Linked DNA regions of Zea mays: all the other regions are linked to region 2. A link is a contact called in public Hi-C data. All regions are on one chromosome and are shown on one strand. Each heading gives the region's core, a stretch centred on a gene start, on an enhancer-like site or on the middle of the called end of the contact. The rest is flanking DNA. Distances are from core to core; before and after follow the strand shown. Region 1 holds the start of LOC103638861. Region 2 holds the start of LOC100382272. Region 3 has its middle 80 kb from the start of LOC100502532.

Region 1 (2,953 bases), core at 383-2,882, 130 kb after region 2:
CTATTTTGAAAAGCCGATGACTTACATCAGGTTTAGTTCATATGCTTTTGGTTTGTCAACCTTCACCAAAAGGCAGGGGGGCATATGTTGAAGGCTAAAATGAGCCTTGCGGACGGTCCGGCCCTGACGCCGGACGGTCCGCGGTCCGGACGGTCCGCGGTGGCGGCGCGGACGGTCCGCGCGCGCAGAGTCAGTTAGGGTTCCTAGTTTCTCGCGGGATTTGTTGCCTAAAACCGCGGGATTAACTCGGGAAACAGTTGGAAACGGATCCAGACCTCCCCCTTTATATAGATGAAGGGCTACGGCCGATTGAACCCCCCAACAATCGAATCAATACAACTTCTATTTCGCATTTTATCTTAGGAGTAGTTCTAGTTTAGCCCTAGTTTAGCCTTCCAATCCCCAAATTCTCCGCCTCTCCTCGACTCTACGTCGATTAGAGGAGTTTAGGTCGGCCTGCCCGAGCCTAGACAACTCCTAGGATCTCTCCTCCCCGACGGGGTCCCTCCCGGGAGCGAGATCCAGGCGCTGCCGGCGATCATCTGCCGCCCCTGCGCACGCGCGGACCGTCCGGCCCCAGGGCGCGGACCGTCCGGCCGTCAGGCAGGGAACCCGTGCTCCTGCACCAGGTCGCGGACCGTCCGGCCCCTGGCCGCGGACCGTCCGCGTCTGACCAGAGAGCACCGCCACCGGTTCTTGTTGAGTGTTTGGCGCTCCAAAAAGGCGTCAACACCAGGCAAATTAATGGGCTAGATAGGCTAAAATTCTTGGTATTTTATACACAGATATACATGTAAGGGTTTAATGAATACATATCCAAACCCGCTCTATCCGTTGGATCTTCTTTTTTTACCGTTATCAAACCCGCGGATGCAAAAATTGCAATCAAATCAGTCCTCTAATGGAGTAATTACCCACCGAGTAACGGGTAATAATGGGTCCGTTGCCATCTCTAGTAGTATATATGCTAGAGAACGATCAAACCAACACCATTTGGTTCACTGCATTCTAAAAAAACAAAGGTGTTACGAGCAGAAATAAGCTTCTCAGGAGCATTGAGAGTACTAGTAGTGCTACCGCAAGCCTGTGAATGAATGTATTAGTAACACTCCAAGCGAAAACAATGCAGCTGTTCAGCTGAGCTGATCATCTCGATCGAATACAGTAGTCCTGCTCCTGCTCCAGCACGCGAGGGTTTTGCGTAGATGGCAAACAAAAAGGCAGCTAGCTAGGGCTGCATGCGGGGGGGACAGCGGCCTCCATTTGGGTCAAGGAGACCGCCCAGACGACCCCATGGAACACCTCCACGTTGTCGCCCATTACTCTCCCCGTCTTTGGATTCCCGAAACGAGGCTGGCCTTAAACTATTCGCTCTTATCCCTAAATCACTCGCTTTAATTACTCCAACTCTTCTTGGCCCTTGTGCTCTCTATCTCTCTCCCTCCCGTCTCTCATCAAGTTTTGGCCGTATTCCAGCCAGCCTCTCGTCCCCCTTCTCAAAAGCAAGAGCTGCATTTTTTAAAACAGGGGACAGCGCTGAGGCTACAACAGTGCAACGCATTCAACTTCTCTACATGAGTCTATATATATACTATCGCTCATAGTATTCTCTCATTCTTCCCCTAAGCACGCACACAGCAGCACAGGTCTACATCAACATCGGTAGCTCACATTCCCTCCCACGGCTGCACTAGCGCCTTCAATTCTATCGTATAGCTTCATTCTTCACTGGTGAACAAGGCAGTAGCTATAGCAGATCGATCTCCATGGACATGGACATGAGCTCAGCTTATCCCCACCATTGGCTCTCCTTCTCCCTCTCCAACAACTACCACCATGGCCTACTCGAAGCCTTCTCTAACTCCTCCGGTACTCCTCTTGGTAAGACGTACTGCTACTCATGTCTTCTTCCCTGCATATATGTACAGTACTACTAATATAATTAAGAAGCTCGATCGAGTGCACTACTGGATGTTTTTATTTGCCACCACCGCACGTATGTACTCAGCGATCGTCTTCTCCATGCATGTGCGTTCTCATACACAAGTAGGAGACGAGCAGGGCGCAGTGGAGGAGTCCCCGAGGACGGTGGAGGACTTCCTCGGCGGCGTCGGTGGCGCCGGCGCCCCGCCGCAGCCGGCGGCGGCTGCAGATCAGGATCACCAGCTTGTGTGCGGCGAGCTGGGCAGCATCACAGCCAGGTTCTTGCGCCACTACCCGGCGGCGCCAGCTGGGACGACGGTGGAGAACCCCGGCGCGGTGACCGTGGCGGCCATGTCGTCGACGGACGTGGCCGGGGCGGAGTCCGACCAGGCGAGGCGGCCCGCCGAGACGTTCGGCCAGCGCACATCCATCTACCGTGGCGTCACCAGGTTAGTAGACCGGACGACGTCCTCCGACTCACACGCATGCATGCATCTCAGCCCAAATCTTGATGAACCGGCCATATACCTAGTTCTTATGCATGAGAGCGGCGCTACTTTTACTAGTTCTTATGTAAGTTGTTTTATGTTACTTTTGTATGAGTATGAATGGTCAAATTATGAATGTGCGATGATGAATCCGTGGCCTGTAATAAAATTACTGTATTTTGTCCTAATAAACTCTATATATGCACGCGTGGACTGAGTAATTTGCGTCTTGTTTGACTTTAGATTTATTTATTTTATATCACTATTGCTTGATCCCTCTTTAGCATACACCTGCGGCCCTGCCACATCGCTTATTTGGATTCAAATCTGTGTGGTGATAATCTGTTTCTTCTATTGTGTATATTGGGCAGGGGAATCGAAATTACATTGTAATAGAATTCATGTATTCTGAATTGTAAAAGGTTTACTAGATAACACTTGTCGCACATGTCTAAGGCCCGACCCTGATATTGGGTAATGCTTCAGGCACCGGTGGACGGGGAGATATGAGGCGCACCTGTGGGACAACAGCTGCCGCCGGG
Region 2 (2,725 bases), core at 154-2,653:
GAGACGGCAACCGGAATCATGGGCTTGCCGTGCGCACCGACCTTTCACCACACCACACTAGCGCCTCCATCAGGCGCGGGCGAACAAACAGAGCGCCGGCGTAAAGGCGTTCGTTGTGGTTGAGACGTCGCCTTGGCAGGCGGCACAAGCAAACCCGAGTGGTCATGCAGCCATAAAAAAAACACGACAAAAGCGCGGGCGTACGCTAATGCTACCCCCCACCAACTCTCTATCTCATCCCTTTCACTACCTCGCGCGCTCACTATGCTACTACAGTGTACAATTATAATAATACTACTCGTACTGCTACCACTGTGGACATGCACATGCACTTAATCACGAAACCGGCATTTCGTTGATTCGTGAAGCGTGGTTACGAGGTGTGGAGGATTGTGGGGGGCGCGAACAGACCTGGCCGAGCACGGCGTTGGGGATCTTGGCCATGAACGCGTCCTGGAGGTCCTTCCCCATGGGCGCGGCGCCGGACATGACCATGCGGATGGAGGCGAGGTCGGCGGCGCCCACGCGGGGGCTCTTGGCGATCTCCACCACGATGGGCGGCACGAAGGGCGCCACGGTCACGCCGTGCGCGCGCACCAGCTCCACCAGCGCGCCGATCTCGAACTTGCGCATGATCACGATGGCGCAGCCGGCGCGCAGCCCCGCCAGGAGCACCGAGTTCAGCGAGTAGATGTGGAACAGCGGCAGCACGCACAGCACCACGTCATCCTTGCTGAAGTACAGGTTCGGGTTCTCGCCGTCCACCTGAAAAAATCCATCCCGCAAGTCAAATCGAGTTGAACGCTAGCGCGCCATTAAAATCATAATACTAGTACGGAGTACTGTACATCGGCACGGATCTCGGGCCGGATCGTGAGATTGTCAAACAGCTGGCTCTGGGCCTCTGGCTGCCTGCCTGCCTGCCTAGAGTTACTGCTACTGACAGCCGCGGCCCACGGGAGGCTAGCCACGAGACAGGCTGTCGCATTAAACGGCTCATGACGGGGTGGTAAATGATCGTTCTATTTCGCGCCGACTGAAAAGCGCGTAGGAGAGGGGAAAAAATCCTCCCGAGCTGGAAAGCGTGGGCGCCGTCACGCCACTTCGAATCGAAGAGGCACAGGAAACTGAAATAAATAATAAAAAAATTTCCTCGCGCTAGAACTAACGGGACCGAAACGGAATGGGAGCAGGCCAGCGGCGGCAGGAGGGACGAGGATCTCCGCCCGCTCTCACCTGCTGCGCGACGCTGGTGACGAGGCTGCGATGCGTGAGCATGACGCCCTTGGGCATCCCGGTGGTGCCGGAGGAGTAGGGCAGCGCGACGACGTCGTCGGGGCCGACCTCCTCGTCGGCGGCGAGCGGCTCGGCGGCGTCCACCAGGGCCCGCAGCTCCAGGCACCCGTCGAAGGCGCCGTCGACGGCGACCACCGGCACGCCGCGCTCGGCGGCGAACCCGCGCACCTTGTCGACGGCGCAGGCCTCGGTGACGACCACCCTGGCCCCCGCCGCGGCCGCCTGGCGGTGGATCTCGTGCGGGGTGTAGAACGGGTTGGCCGTGGTGGTGGCGGCGCCCAGCCGCGCCGCGCCGAGGAAGACCAAGGCGAACTCGGGGCAGTTGCGGAGCAGCGCCATCACCACGTCGCCCCTGCCCACCCCGAGCCCGCGCAGCGCCGCCGCCGCGGAGCGCGACAGGCGGTCCACCTCGGCGTAGGTGTGCACGGCGCCCGTCTGCCCGTCGATGAGGCAGGGGCGGGAGGACACCTCGGGGAGCCGCTCGAAGCAGTAGGCCTGCAGCGAGAGGTTCCGCGGGATCTCGATGTCGGGTAGCTTGGAGCGGAACACTACCGACGCCGCTGCTGCCGCTGCCGCGGTGGAGTCCTCCGCGACGGAACCCATCGTCCTCGCTGCCGGTGAAGCGATCGGCTCCGCGTCGGCCGGAGGGCAAATGGTGGGCGGGATCTCGAGGCTCTGCTCGGCTCCGCTGCTCGCCTGAGCTGAGGAGTGGCGGAATTGGGGAGGAAGCCGGGTTATTATACCGCCGCGGCGTGGTGGAAGGGTTGGTGGGGGACAGATCACTGATGGGGCCGCAATGTCGGTGGGGGAGCCGGTAACGAGTTCGAGGGTGTCCACGGCGGGCATCCTTCCACGGACTCCGGGTCAGTCGAGAGAGTTGACTGTACTATTAGTAATCTGTAGCACGTCCTATTGACTTTGTTTTCACTTTTCACCGAACCAGCTTGCCAGGCCGGCTATTGCATTGGAGGCAGGGTGAGAGTGAGATCGGTGCGCGTTTCCTCTTCTGGGCTTGCTGTTAACCATGCTTTCGAACGTGATGTCGCCGGTTTTGTCAGCGTGTGCAACTGCGTCACAAGGCTACACCGCCCTGGTAACGTGAACGGAGGATGACACATGTGTCGTGTACTTACTGATCTATACAAAACTACACTTGTCCCCTTTAACGATTTTTAGTTCATGTTATATAAAAAATATTAATATTTAAGATACAAAATTAATAATATTAAGTTAGCTATAAATTATATTTATCACAATCCAATTGTAGTTGTAAACTAAACTTTTTTAGCAATGTTTCTCTAAGACTCACCGATCTCCCGTAGGACTTTAGTGTAAGCCCTTCCCGTCGTACGATTGAATCACCGAACTTTTCTACCATGACACTGAGTCATAACTCTGGGTTAACTCTTCTCCGACAATGGACAACTTT
Region 3 (2,880 bases), core at 305-2,804, 250 kb before region 2:
AGAGCTAGCGTTTAATGGGTGCTTTGTAAATTTAAACTCTAGCTTTTATAAGCTGCTCTATCATGAAGTCTATGGAGCCAAAAAGCGATCTCAAAGAACCTTCATAGTCTCATGCATTACGGGCTCACTAGTTAGTTGCTTGTAAATTGCTAAGGTCTTTATATATATCATATCATATAGATAGATCTAGTTTAAATAAGATATTTATTAAAATATGGTTATATTTTTTGTATTTTAAAATTATTAGTATGTACTTTTACATTCATATAACATAAATAGACATGAGTTGTAATGGTAGAAACCGAGCACTTAAAACTAGTGGGTAGCATTCGAATCCCTACACCCTATTTTTAAAATATTTATTTCTCGTCGTAGAGAAAATTTATTCGCTCATTGTATTAAGTAAAGATAAAGATTTGATTCTCTCTGGGGTGGGAGAAGTAACCAAATGAAAGCCAGATAAAAAGTCTCGCCTCACGGCATGGCTCACAAGCACCAATATTAATATAACAATAACAATTGCAATAGAACGGGGGTAGTTATACCAGAAAGGTGGGTGAGAATGGAGACAGGATCATGAGGAATGAATGATAGTACTAGTGTTGACCAGATCTGGATCACCCCATCAGGCGATCACGTACCAAGTCACTAGCTATCACAGGAGTGCTCCAGCTTGATGCGCGATTAATCGCATAGAATAATCTGTGACTCGGAGAAATGGCGATGAGCGCAGGCAAGCAATGTGGCCATGCCCGCGACAGGTGGCCTCCCTGTCTGTCGTGCCAAGTGACCAGGCATATGGCTCCAAGCTCCACGAGATTCGGACAGACATAAAAGAGGCCCAATAATTGAGGGGAGCTCACGATCCCTGGCTTCCAAGTCACATGCATACATCGACAGAGACAGATACAAAGGCCGGCCGAGTGATTGATCAAATAGACGGCTCCTGCCTGCACCCAAGAGCCGTTCTAAGTTTGTTTCACAGTCTTGCCCTTGCGTTGGCGATAAGTGATGGCTAGGATCCGCTGTCTGCGCGACCTACATATAAGGGGGTGAGGGTCTAGGCCTCGCTTATTTCTTTATTGTAAGTATTAGTGTCTAGATTTTTTACCATTAAATCTTCTGCTGAACCTAACTAAAATGTCCTCGCTCTAATATTTTGGTGTCTATCCTTAGAAGTGTGCCTTCATTTTTGTTTTGTTCTGGGTCTGTCCCTGTTTGCGCCCATCTTGGCATGCATGGCGTGTATACCTGTCCGTGTCAGGCTTTGTTCGATTATTTCTTTTTCACATTGATTGAAGGATTGAAGCGGACTAAGATGTATTGAAGCAGATTTTAACTTGCTATAAATTTAAACTGACTTAATTATATCCAATCCATATGAATTAACATCTAACCGACCCAGTCCTGAGGTGGATTATTGTTAAGAAAAGAAAGAAAGCAAAAGAGCCGGCAGATGCTTTTGGCAACACAGCAGCCGATGGTTGAGCCCAGGAGGCCCGGAGAAGTTGAGAATTGAGATTGAGAGCAGAGAGAGAAGCCCATCGTCTTGTGACTGCCGCGCTCGCATGCTGCCTTGAGTCGACATGCAGCCCAGGCACAGCAGCAGGCCCTCTATACTGCAGTAGCCTGCATGCCCTCCGAATTTTTTGCATTTTGGTCCTTTATCGGAAAAAAATTCACGTTTGGACCCTAGAAAATTTTAATGTCATTTTTGGACCCTTTACTCGGCGCCGTAGCCTGTGGCGCCGAGGTAACACAGCTCGGCGCCATAGGCTATGGCGCCGAGGTACGTGTTGCGTTGGCACAAACGGATGTCGTGGCGCCGACGTGGTGCCGAGCTCGGCGCCATAGATTATGGCGCCGAGCTCTATTCTATACAGAAAACTTATCTAGCTTAGTTGGTAAAATACAAGACCCTTAACCTTATGGTTGCGGGTTCAAGCCCCATGGTGGGTGGTTTTTTTTAATACTTTTTGTCTTTGTCACTTTTTTGTTTTTTTTGTTGTCCATATTTTTTGTTTATGTCGCTGATTTGTTTGTCCTGATTTATTTCTCATCCAGTTTTATTTTTGTGACTGATTTGTTTATTCGTCCAAATTTTTTTATCCGGCGAGCACAGCAGCTGTGTGCCACAGTGCTCACAAGCCGTCAACTTCTCCCCTTGTTTGCTCAGCTAACCACAATAAAAATCAAATGAGAACACTCTTACTTCAATCGTGATCAAATAAAAATATTATATTTTCATTGAGTTCTTTTGAACATAAATTTTAAATACATAATAACATATTCCCAGTAAAAAGAAGCACACATAATCATCTTTTTTTCTTCTGCACTAAATAAAAGTATACTCCATTATATACTTGTCTCATGGATGATATATTTTAGAATTTACTGCATATACAGCTGTTGTGCTCGCAGGATAAAAAAAATCTGGACGAATAAACAAATCAGTCACAAAAATAAAACTGGATGAGAAATAAATCACGACGGATAAATCAGCGACATAAACGAAAAATATGGACAACAAAAAAATGTGACAAAGACAAAAAGTATTAAAAAAACACCCACCGTGGGGCTCGAACCCACAACCACAAGGTTTAGAGCCTTGTATTTTACCAACTGAGCTAGACAAGTTTTCTGTACAGAATAGAGCTCGGCGCCATGATCTATGGCGCCGAGCTCGGTACCACGTCGGCGCCACGACATCCGTTTGTGCCAACTCAACACGTACCTCGGCGCCATAGCCTATGGCGCCGAGCTGTGTTACCTCGGCGCCACAGGCTACGACGCCGAGTAAAGGGTCCAAAAATGACATTAAAATTTTCTAGGGTCCAAACGTGAATTTTTTTCCGATGAAGGACCAAAATGCAAAAAATT

What was found. A called contact is a pair of places that touch in the nucleus more often than the background predicts.
Region 1: a Hi-C map of ear shows a contact between it and region 2, with 4 times the contacts expected there. The contact joins the promoter of LOC103638861 here to the promoter of LOC100382272 in region 2. A contact is called at or near these places in 6 of 25 Hi-C or Micro-C datasets (ear, endosperm, leaf and 2 more).
Region 3: a Hi-C map of ear shows a contact between it and region 2, with 2.9 times the contacts expected there. The contact joins the enhancer-like site here to the promoter of LOC100382272 in region 2. A contact is called at or near these places in 6 of 25 Hi-C or Micro-C datasets (bundle sheath, ear, endosperm and 2 more).

Annotation. Positions count from the first base shown.
Region 1 is chr9:112,083,098-112,086,050 of Zm-B73-REFERENCE-NAM-5.0, reverse strand. LOC103638861 reads left to right here and starts at 1,632. Exons shown (of 9, transcript NM_001112598.2): 1 at 1,632-1,881; 2 at 2,051-2,372; 3 at 2,898-2,953. The coding sequence starts at 1,767.
Region 2 is chr9:112,212,019-112,214,743 of Zm-B73-REFERENCE-NAM-5.0, reverse strand. It overlaps LOC100382272, which reads right to left and starts at 1,403. Exons shown (of 6, transcript NM_001175023.1): 1 at 1,237-1,403; 2 at 412-765. The coding sequence starts at 1,293.
Region 3 is chr9:112,462,970-112,465,849 of Zm-B73-REFERENCE-NAM-5.0, reverse strand. No RefSeq gene overlaps it. Among protein-coding and RNA genes, the nearest start is that of LOC100502532, 80 kb to the left of the region's middle. Within about 2 kb of position 1,554, at least 17 of the 20 cell types and tissues checked have an H3K27ac peak or open chromatin away from gene starts, as enhancers often do. A contact at or near this core is called in bundle sheath, ear, leaf and 1 more, where this site is marked.